Linked DNA regions of Hordeum vulgare: region 2 is linked to region 1. A link is a contact called in public Hi-C data. All regions are on one chromosome and are shown on one strand. Each heading gives the region's core, a stretch centred on a gene start, on an enhancer-like site or on the middle of the called end of the contact. The rest is flanking DNA. Distances are from core to core; before and after follow the strand shown. Region 1 holds the start of LOC123448064 (CBL-interacting protein kinase 15-like). Region 2 holds the start of LOC123448066 (MACPF domain-containing protein CAD1-like).

Region 1 (3,726 bases), core at 135-2,634:
CTCAAGGCTCCTCGCAAAGTGCACCTTGCCAAATGTTCCCTTCCCCAACAATCTTCCCAGCTCGTAGCGCTCCATTAGAATCTTCCCTCTGTTCGCCATGACTTCTAGCTGTATAACACCACAAGCCTATATTGCGGCTATATAATTCAAATCGACTGGAGCACTTCAACCATCCTCTCCAAGGTAGTCCTGATCCACCACAGTGAACAACACTCTCATGTCTTTGTCTCGACGAAGTCTAGATGGTGTAGAGATGATGCAGACAAGATGGTTGCTTGCATAAAGAGTCGAACAACTCAGCTCTTGTGGAGCAGAGGCAATCTCCTTTATCGCGCAGGTGAAATGTCTTCTAAGCAAGCACATCTTTCAGCATTCCCCGAGGCTTTAAGTGCTTGTTTTATATTGGAGTTTTCTGCAAACAAGAAAAGAAATCTTCAGATACCGCAATGGAAAAATAAAAATACCCTTGTATGGATTACTCAAGAAATAACAGAACATTTATTGGTTGGTTTTACAACCAGAGAATAAGAAGAATGGTGAAACAAATTTGATTCTGGCATAATCTTTAGAGTAAACAATCTGACAGCATCAGGGACATGGCGGTTGGTGATTTATATGTATCTGTATAATTCTTAGTATTATTTTACTTTAAGATCAAGGCTGCACACTTGTGTAAACAAAGGTATGCAGAAAAGTCAGAGTTCAGAAGCAACTCGCTGGTTTGCTAGATCTTTACCGCTTTGGGAAAAAAAATCGTGCGTATTTCTAACAAACTATAAACATTGTAGGAACATAACACGGTGTCACGGTCAACAAATTCATGAAGAAAAAGGCCAAATATGTTTAACTTTGCAGAGAATTGCGCCATTCCTCCATCCAATCCTAAAACTAAGAGCACAACAACTTGCAGACTCCCAGATCCATCCAACCACATGAATGCACCGCCGTACTCGGCCGAAAGCAGCCTCGCCGACAATTAAAAGGCCGTAAATTTGGCTCCTGTAATTGACCTCGGTCACTCAGGCCTCAGGCCTGTTTTGAAATGCGTAAGGCAGAATTTTCTCTGCCTTCTCCTTTCAAAAAAATTTGTTGGCTCATATGTACCCAAACTCTATAGACCGGAAAGAATTACTCCTCCAATGATTCACCCTTGGCAAAACTGAAGAAGACGCACAAACTAGCCAACAAGGATGCCTACATCGACGGCCAAACGGAATCAAAGAACATCAAAGAAACGGGAGGGGATTTTGCGTACCTTCCGGCGGCGCCAAGAGGGGAGGAGGCTCTGGATCCAAGCCGGGACCTCCAGGCAGTTCTCTCTCTGTCTCTGTGAGTTGTTGGAGTTTGGTTTCGGTGTGTGTGCTTGTGGAGGAGGAGGCCGCTCTTCTTATATAATGCAGAGCAGAGCAGGGCAGGGCAGGAGCCGCGGGAGGGAAGGGGAAGGGCGGAGAAGAAACTAGTTTGTGGTGGATTTGACCAAGATGCCCCTGATGCGTTTCCTGGGCACCGCATCGCAGAGGGGCATATTCCTGGTAGGGTGGCACAAATCGTATCATTGTGTCTTCATGATTAGGGGGGAAGAATTATGCTCGTACGACCCGTGATGTCATACTCCCTCCGTCCCAAAATAAGTGTCTCAACTTTGTACTATCTCTAGTACAAAGTTGTACTAAGCTTAAGACAGTTATTTTGGGACGGAGGAAGTATTAAGTAGCGGATATTTATGAAACATCCTTGTAGAAATTGAAAAGTACATTCAAATCTTTGGTGGTATTGAAGTCTTCTTTCTCTTGCTTCCATTGACGGCGCGCGCTCGTTACCCATTGCCATTTCTGTACCTGTGTGAAGAAAACTTTTTTAAACCTAGGGGCTTGTGGAAGCAATGGTCTCGTTGATGTAGACTTGAAGATGTCGATGACCGTAATCAGTATAGCAAATTGTTGCCCCAGAGAAGAAAACGTCATAGAGGGCTTATATAACGCTCCAGGTCCGGTTAGACAGAGTCGGGAGACACAACTCTCACACGCTCTCTGACAAGGATGAAGTTGGCTAACCTTCATCGATCAGAACTGAAGCCGACGGACAAAGATGGAATCAAAGGGGACAACCTAATTTATATGTTGGGCGTGCTCAAGCTTTCCCTATTAAAAACTGAAAGTTTGGTCTATGTTTTGCTTTCTTATACGTTGGCCAACGTCAGTCGGACGTCCTTCTCTCTCTAGATCCTCATGTTCCACCAACTAGGTCGGTGGTTATCCTCGCTTTTGTATGTTGCTCATGCGGTGTGTGTGTGGGGGGGGGAGGGGGGTTGCACGTTTGTCGCTTATATGGGGTTGGTTTTCAATTTCATGTGGCAACCACATATGAGCGGTAACGTCAACGACATCGAGGAGGCAGTGAATGAGCATCGTCGTCGGGAATGTGCTCTGGCGCGATGACATGTTTGGCTGTTGGCTTGTTACCACGCCTCATCTTGTGTGTAGGTTCTTACGCAATCACATGTGAGGTCATTGGTTTCCGCCTATGATGCTAGTTGACCATATGCATAGATCGAGCACGAGCCCTGGCCTAAAAGGATTGAGATGGACCTAGAGGCAGTGAATAGGTCAACTACAAATTTTACTTCAATTGTTAGCAAGTTAGGTTTTGCAAAATATGAAATGTGAACCTAACACTGCTAAGGTGAGATAACCAACTTGTATACATATATATATGTGTGTGTGTGTGTGTGTGTGTGTGTGTGAAGTTTGCAGGGGACCAATGTAATAACACAAGTAAACATGCCAGTGTTATGGTTAACCAAAGACCATAGAGATGAAGATGTATCCTATTGTTCCTTCCCTTCGAGGGGTGTTAGCCACAAATGGAGAGGCAAGAGTTACATAAAGGAACAACCAACACCACAAATACCCACCTTCTCCCTGATATATCACCACAAAGGAGATTCTTAACCACTAGGGGGTAGACCTTGAGGTGAGCTCCAAACTGTCGCACACGACGATGCAAATCACAAGTTGATTCTTTCACCGAAGACTCCTACCACCTAGTAGTCTCCCACCTTCAAGAGTAAAGCCAAATGATGAAACCAAAGGGAACTCGATTTCCTTTGGTGAGAATGTAGATCGGGGGCTCCTCTTATTTTCTGCCCTTATAGGATGGATGTGGAGGGGTACAATCTAATGTTTAGAGCTTGTGAAAATGGAGTACGGGAGAGAAATATGCTCAACTCGAACGGGGGAAGAATAAAACACTCAGGGGAGAAGGAGTGGACCTTTCTATTGCCCACTTTGAAATATGTCCATTAGGGTCAAGTTCGACAACCCGAAAGCCATCCCAGAACATCCGCAATAAGGTTTGGGCTATCCAAATTCGGGGATAGATTTCAGAGATGGTTCCACACCTGTATGAGCTCTTGGAAATTATAGTCCAATTTCTTAAAACACCCCGGAAGCTTGTTGTAAGTTCATATACAACCCCTCGTACATTTTGATGATTAATGACCAAACATTTAAGGGACTAATGTGTATGTTAAATATGCATAGGTGAAAGTTCTCGAGGATTTATTTTAACTCAAGGATTAAGGCCCCGAGAAATGTTCATAAATCATTGAAGTCCCCGAGAATGTGAGTGAAAAACTGAAGACCAAAGAGTAAATTGTTATTTACTAGTTTATTTAATTCTTTACTAAGCTATAAGACAAATTGTACTACTAGGGAGAGGATCAAA
Region 2 (4,012 bases), core at 991-3,490, 720 kb after region 1:
CTCCGACGGTGTTGGCAAGATCTTCAACGGCGGCCGGAGGTGCACCCATGCCTCCCATGGCGGCCGGAGGTGCACCCATGCCTCCCATGAGAGAAGCAAAACTCATGCCTCCCATGGCGGCCATAGCGTCGGAGGGTGCTCCAAAGCCACCCATGCCTCCCATGGCTCCAAAGCCACCCATGCCTCCCATGGCGCCGAGACCACCGCCACCCATGCCGCCGAGGCCACCGCCACCCATGCCGCCGAGGCCACCGCCACCCATGCCACGGATCATGGCTCTTTTTTGGATCAAGACTTCCTCACGAGCAAGGTTGACATATTCCTTTTGCGCATCATTGAACAAAGATGTGTCCAAGAAGAACAAGTGCTTCTCCCATTCCAACAACTTAGCTCGCTCCTCCATGCCCACCTTCCTCTCCTCCAATGCCACTTTCCTCTCCTCGGCGTCCACCCTCCTCTCCTCGGCCGCCAACCTCCTCTCCTCGGCCGCGGCATCTTGGTTCCTTGACATTTTCCTCACCTCGTTGGCTTCTTTTCTTGCCTTCACAATAGCTTCCATAGCATTTGTGAGCCCATCATCTCCTTTCCTCTTCTTCTTTTCGGTTTTGTCCTTCTTGCACCCATCCGGTCGTTTTGGTTTCGAGTATGAAACCGAGTTGGGTGTGGGGCTTCTCTTGCCGTCATCACTTGATGCATCATCCTCCTCCTCATCATCATTCAACTCAATTGTTCGCTTGCGTTTGTTGCTCAAATGCAAATCATCCAAATCGTCACGCTTCTTCCATTTCTCATCATCCTTCAACACTTCATAGCAGTGAGGCAAGGTAAAGATCTTTCCTTTCTTGATCTTCCCCTTCTTGGTTGTCCTCGTCTCTTCTTTGAACAAGTTTTGGGCAATGTTGTACTACAAGAAAAACAAAACAAGTTAGCACTTCGGACACCAAAAAAAAGTATGATGAACATGTATGAGATGCCACTTACTCTATCATCCTCATTTGTGACATTTGGGTTAAGCTTGTCAGCTGCCTTTTGTGCGGCCGCCCACTTTTGACAATCCGAGTTGATTGTCGACCATCGGGACCGAAGTGATCTCTCGGAGCGGTCAATTCCACTCACGTTCTGAGCATCAAAGTATTCTTTCATTCGCCCCCAATAAGCATCTCTACTTTGATGACCTCCAATGGATGGATCCCTCGACACTTGCAACCAAGTATTGCATAGTAATTTGTCATCGTTGGTGGTGTAATTGCCCGCTCTTCCTTTCGGCGCCGCGACAATGCCCTCACCCTCCTCGTCCACCTCAAACTCATGGTCGTCCAAATGGATGTCATTGGTTTGAGACCAATGCGAATTGTTGGACCCAACACCCATAGTTGACATGTATGCATCATCGTTGAGACTACAAAGTTTTTGAACAATGCAAATATAAGCTATCTATATGATGATGCATTGAAAAAATAACAAGAAAATAAAAGTTGAATTTTTTTTTCACCTTGGGGGCATTTCGTCGAACACGTGGTGCGCGTCGGCCGCCGGCTCAACGAGTGAGCTCGCCGGCGCTTCGGTAGACGCCGCGCCGGTCCGCCGTCCTGCAAGCTTCTTCTTCGACTTCGAGCTCCCGGAACCGTCCGCCGCCTTCTTCTTCGCGGATGTTTTTCCTTTCTTCGCCCCCGCCGCATTGGGGAGCTTCGACGGTGCGGCGGCGGCACGGGACGGCGCTGGCGCGACGTCACCCGTCGGTGTGGTCATCCGCGGCGGCAAGAAGAGGCTGCGTGCGAGGCTGACGGCCGGCGGAGCTCCGGCGCTGGCGGCGCCAACGCTCGGCCCGCTAGGGTTTTCGGCGGCGGCGGCGGCGGGGGGGGGGGGGGGGGGGCTCGCGGCTGTACAGCGGGGTGAGCGGGGTGCCGGTCTGCGCGTCCATGGTGGCAGGGGCGCTAGCGCCGGCGCGCGCGGTGCGAAGGAGGAAGAAAGAGAGAGAGTTCGCGCGCGCTCGAGTCTGCCGCGCGCGGAAGTGAGCGCTTCAAATTACCAGCGCGAGATAAGGCTATGGACAGCGCGTCCAACTTGTTTTAGCGCGCGCGCGGTTTTTACGCGCCCGCTGAAGCATCCCGCTGCGTCGCGCGCGTTAAAAGGCATTTTTTTGGGCGCGGCGTTTGTTTTACGCTGGTGTTGGAGATGCTGTTAGACGTCCTTGTCACTCCTTTTCGCGTTTCCACGCTGCAAAATCCATTGTGTGTGTTTGCCAGCGACAAAGTTGCAAGGAGGACCGGCGAGTCTTTGCTTCCGTCATACGAGCCTTTATCCCCTTCCTTGCTTTTCTCCCCCGCGTTCCACCCAAGCACCAGCGGAAAATTCTCCTCTCCTCTCGTCGCCTTCGCCATCGTCGTCTCTCTTCCGCTCTACCTGCTTCAGCTGCCCTCACAGTCGTGTTCAGGCCCTTCTTGCTGCAACCCAAGGATCTCTCCCACTCCAATCCATCCAGTTCGTCGTTCCGGACTTACTTTTCCGCTTGATGGGACGCAGCCGGCAGTTGAAATTCCGCTGAAAAACCTGAGGATCTGCGAGATGGGTTCCGCTCTCCCCGGAATTCTCGACGCATCGTAGAACCCGCGGGGGTTCTTGGGCCACTGCCAGTTCCTGAAATGGAGGAAGAGTGCGCCCCGGCGCTGCGCGTGATCCGGGGCTCCATCGACGCGCTGGGGCGAGGGTTCGACGCCACCCACGACACCAGGCTGCTCTACTGCAAGGGGTCTCGCCTCGTCGACGTCGATGACGGCAAGCTGAGCTCCAGGGATCTGGTCATGCCCGACGGGCTGACTGTCCCCGGTGTACCCAAGGATGTTGACTGCTCCAGCGAGAGTGGGGTTGGTGTGCTGGAGACCGCTGGCCCCTGCGCCTTCCACGAGGTGCCCATGACTGACGCTCTTTATTGTGTTTGTCTCTGAATTTGGTCGTTTGTCTTTGTTAATTCCTTGCTAGATGCCTGATTAAGTGCGTGCTGTTTCTGAACTGTTCTTCCTAGTGCACCGTTAAGCATATGCTATACGTATGTAGGAACACAAGCTAGCGCCCCAATGAGTTAGTGAACACGTGCTTTGTCTTCGTTGTTTCCCGTCTTGTGCTCTTACTGCATAATCTGCATAATCTTATATTTGTTTCCTATCTTAGATTTTAGGTTTCGACCCATCATGAAATCTGCATAATCTTTCTTGCAGGCTGTTGCCACATACCAGTAGTTAAGTACTCCCTTCATTCACAAACATAAGATGTTCCAACTTTTTAATGAATTGGATGTATATAGACACGGTTTAGTGTATTTGTTCACTCATTTCAGTCCGTATTTAGTCCATATTGAAATATCCAAAACATCTTATATTTGTAAACGGAGGAAGTAATACTTTAGTACACATATTTCTTCTAGGCTGTGTAGTTTTTATTGCCTCATCGGCACTTGTTTGATTATAAATTTCTATTAATACTGGCACTAACAAATCGTTTTTTGGTCTGACATCAACTGCTCAGTTAATTACCATCTTCCTTCAAGTGGTCTTCAGTCTCACGTGTTCTGTTTTCCTTACCTGTTTCCGAGGGACTGTAGATGGCTGGGTATTTCAACAAAAAAACCCATCTTGCAGGAGATATACCTCTTGGAAGCTTTAATTCAGCCTATAGCTTTACTGGATCCAAGAAATTTGATGCCATGGCTACCAAAAGTCTCGGGATGGAGGGGAAGACAATTCCTTTATATAAGGTCCAACTTGTGCGACAGCCTTTGTCAGTGGTAGATGAAGTTAAGCATGCAGTGCCACACTCATGGGAACCGTCATCTCTCGCAAGGTAAACAAATACACGCAGGTTGCTCTAAAAAGTGGAAGGCCCTTAACAGTGTTTTTGATATAGCTCACCACTCATGCCCAATGGAAGGCGCTTAACAGTGTTGAGCTTTTAACAGGTTTATTCAGAATTATGGAACGCATGTCATAACATCCATTACCATTGGCGGGAAGGATTT

What was found. A called contact is a pair of places that touch in the nucleus more often than the background predicts.
Region 2: a contact with region 1 is called in a Hi-C map of leaf, with 3 times the contacts expected there. The contact joins the promoter of LOC123448066 here to the promoter of LOC123448064 in region 1. A contact is called at or near these places in 2 of 6 Hi-C or Micro-C datasets (leaf and seedling).

Annotation. Positions count from the first base shown.
Region 1 is chr4H:113,544,164-113,547,889 of MorexV3_pseudomolecules_assembly, forward strand. It overlaps LOC123448064 (CBL-interacting protein kinase 15-like), which reads right to left and starts at 1,385. Exons shown (of 2, transcript XM_045124833.1): 1 at 1,256-1,385; 2 at 1-412. The coding sequence starts at 99.
Region 2 is chr4H:114,265,234-114,269,245 of MorexV3_pseudomolecules_assembly, forward strand. LOC123448066 (MACPF domain-containing protein CAD1-like) reads left to right here and starts at 2,241. Exons shown (of 7, transcript XM_045124835.1): 1 at 2,241-2,906; 2 at 3,599-3,837; 3 at 3,953-4,012. The coding sequence starts at 2,643.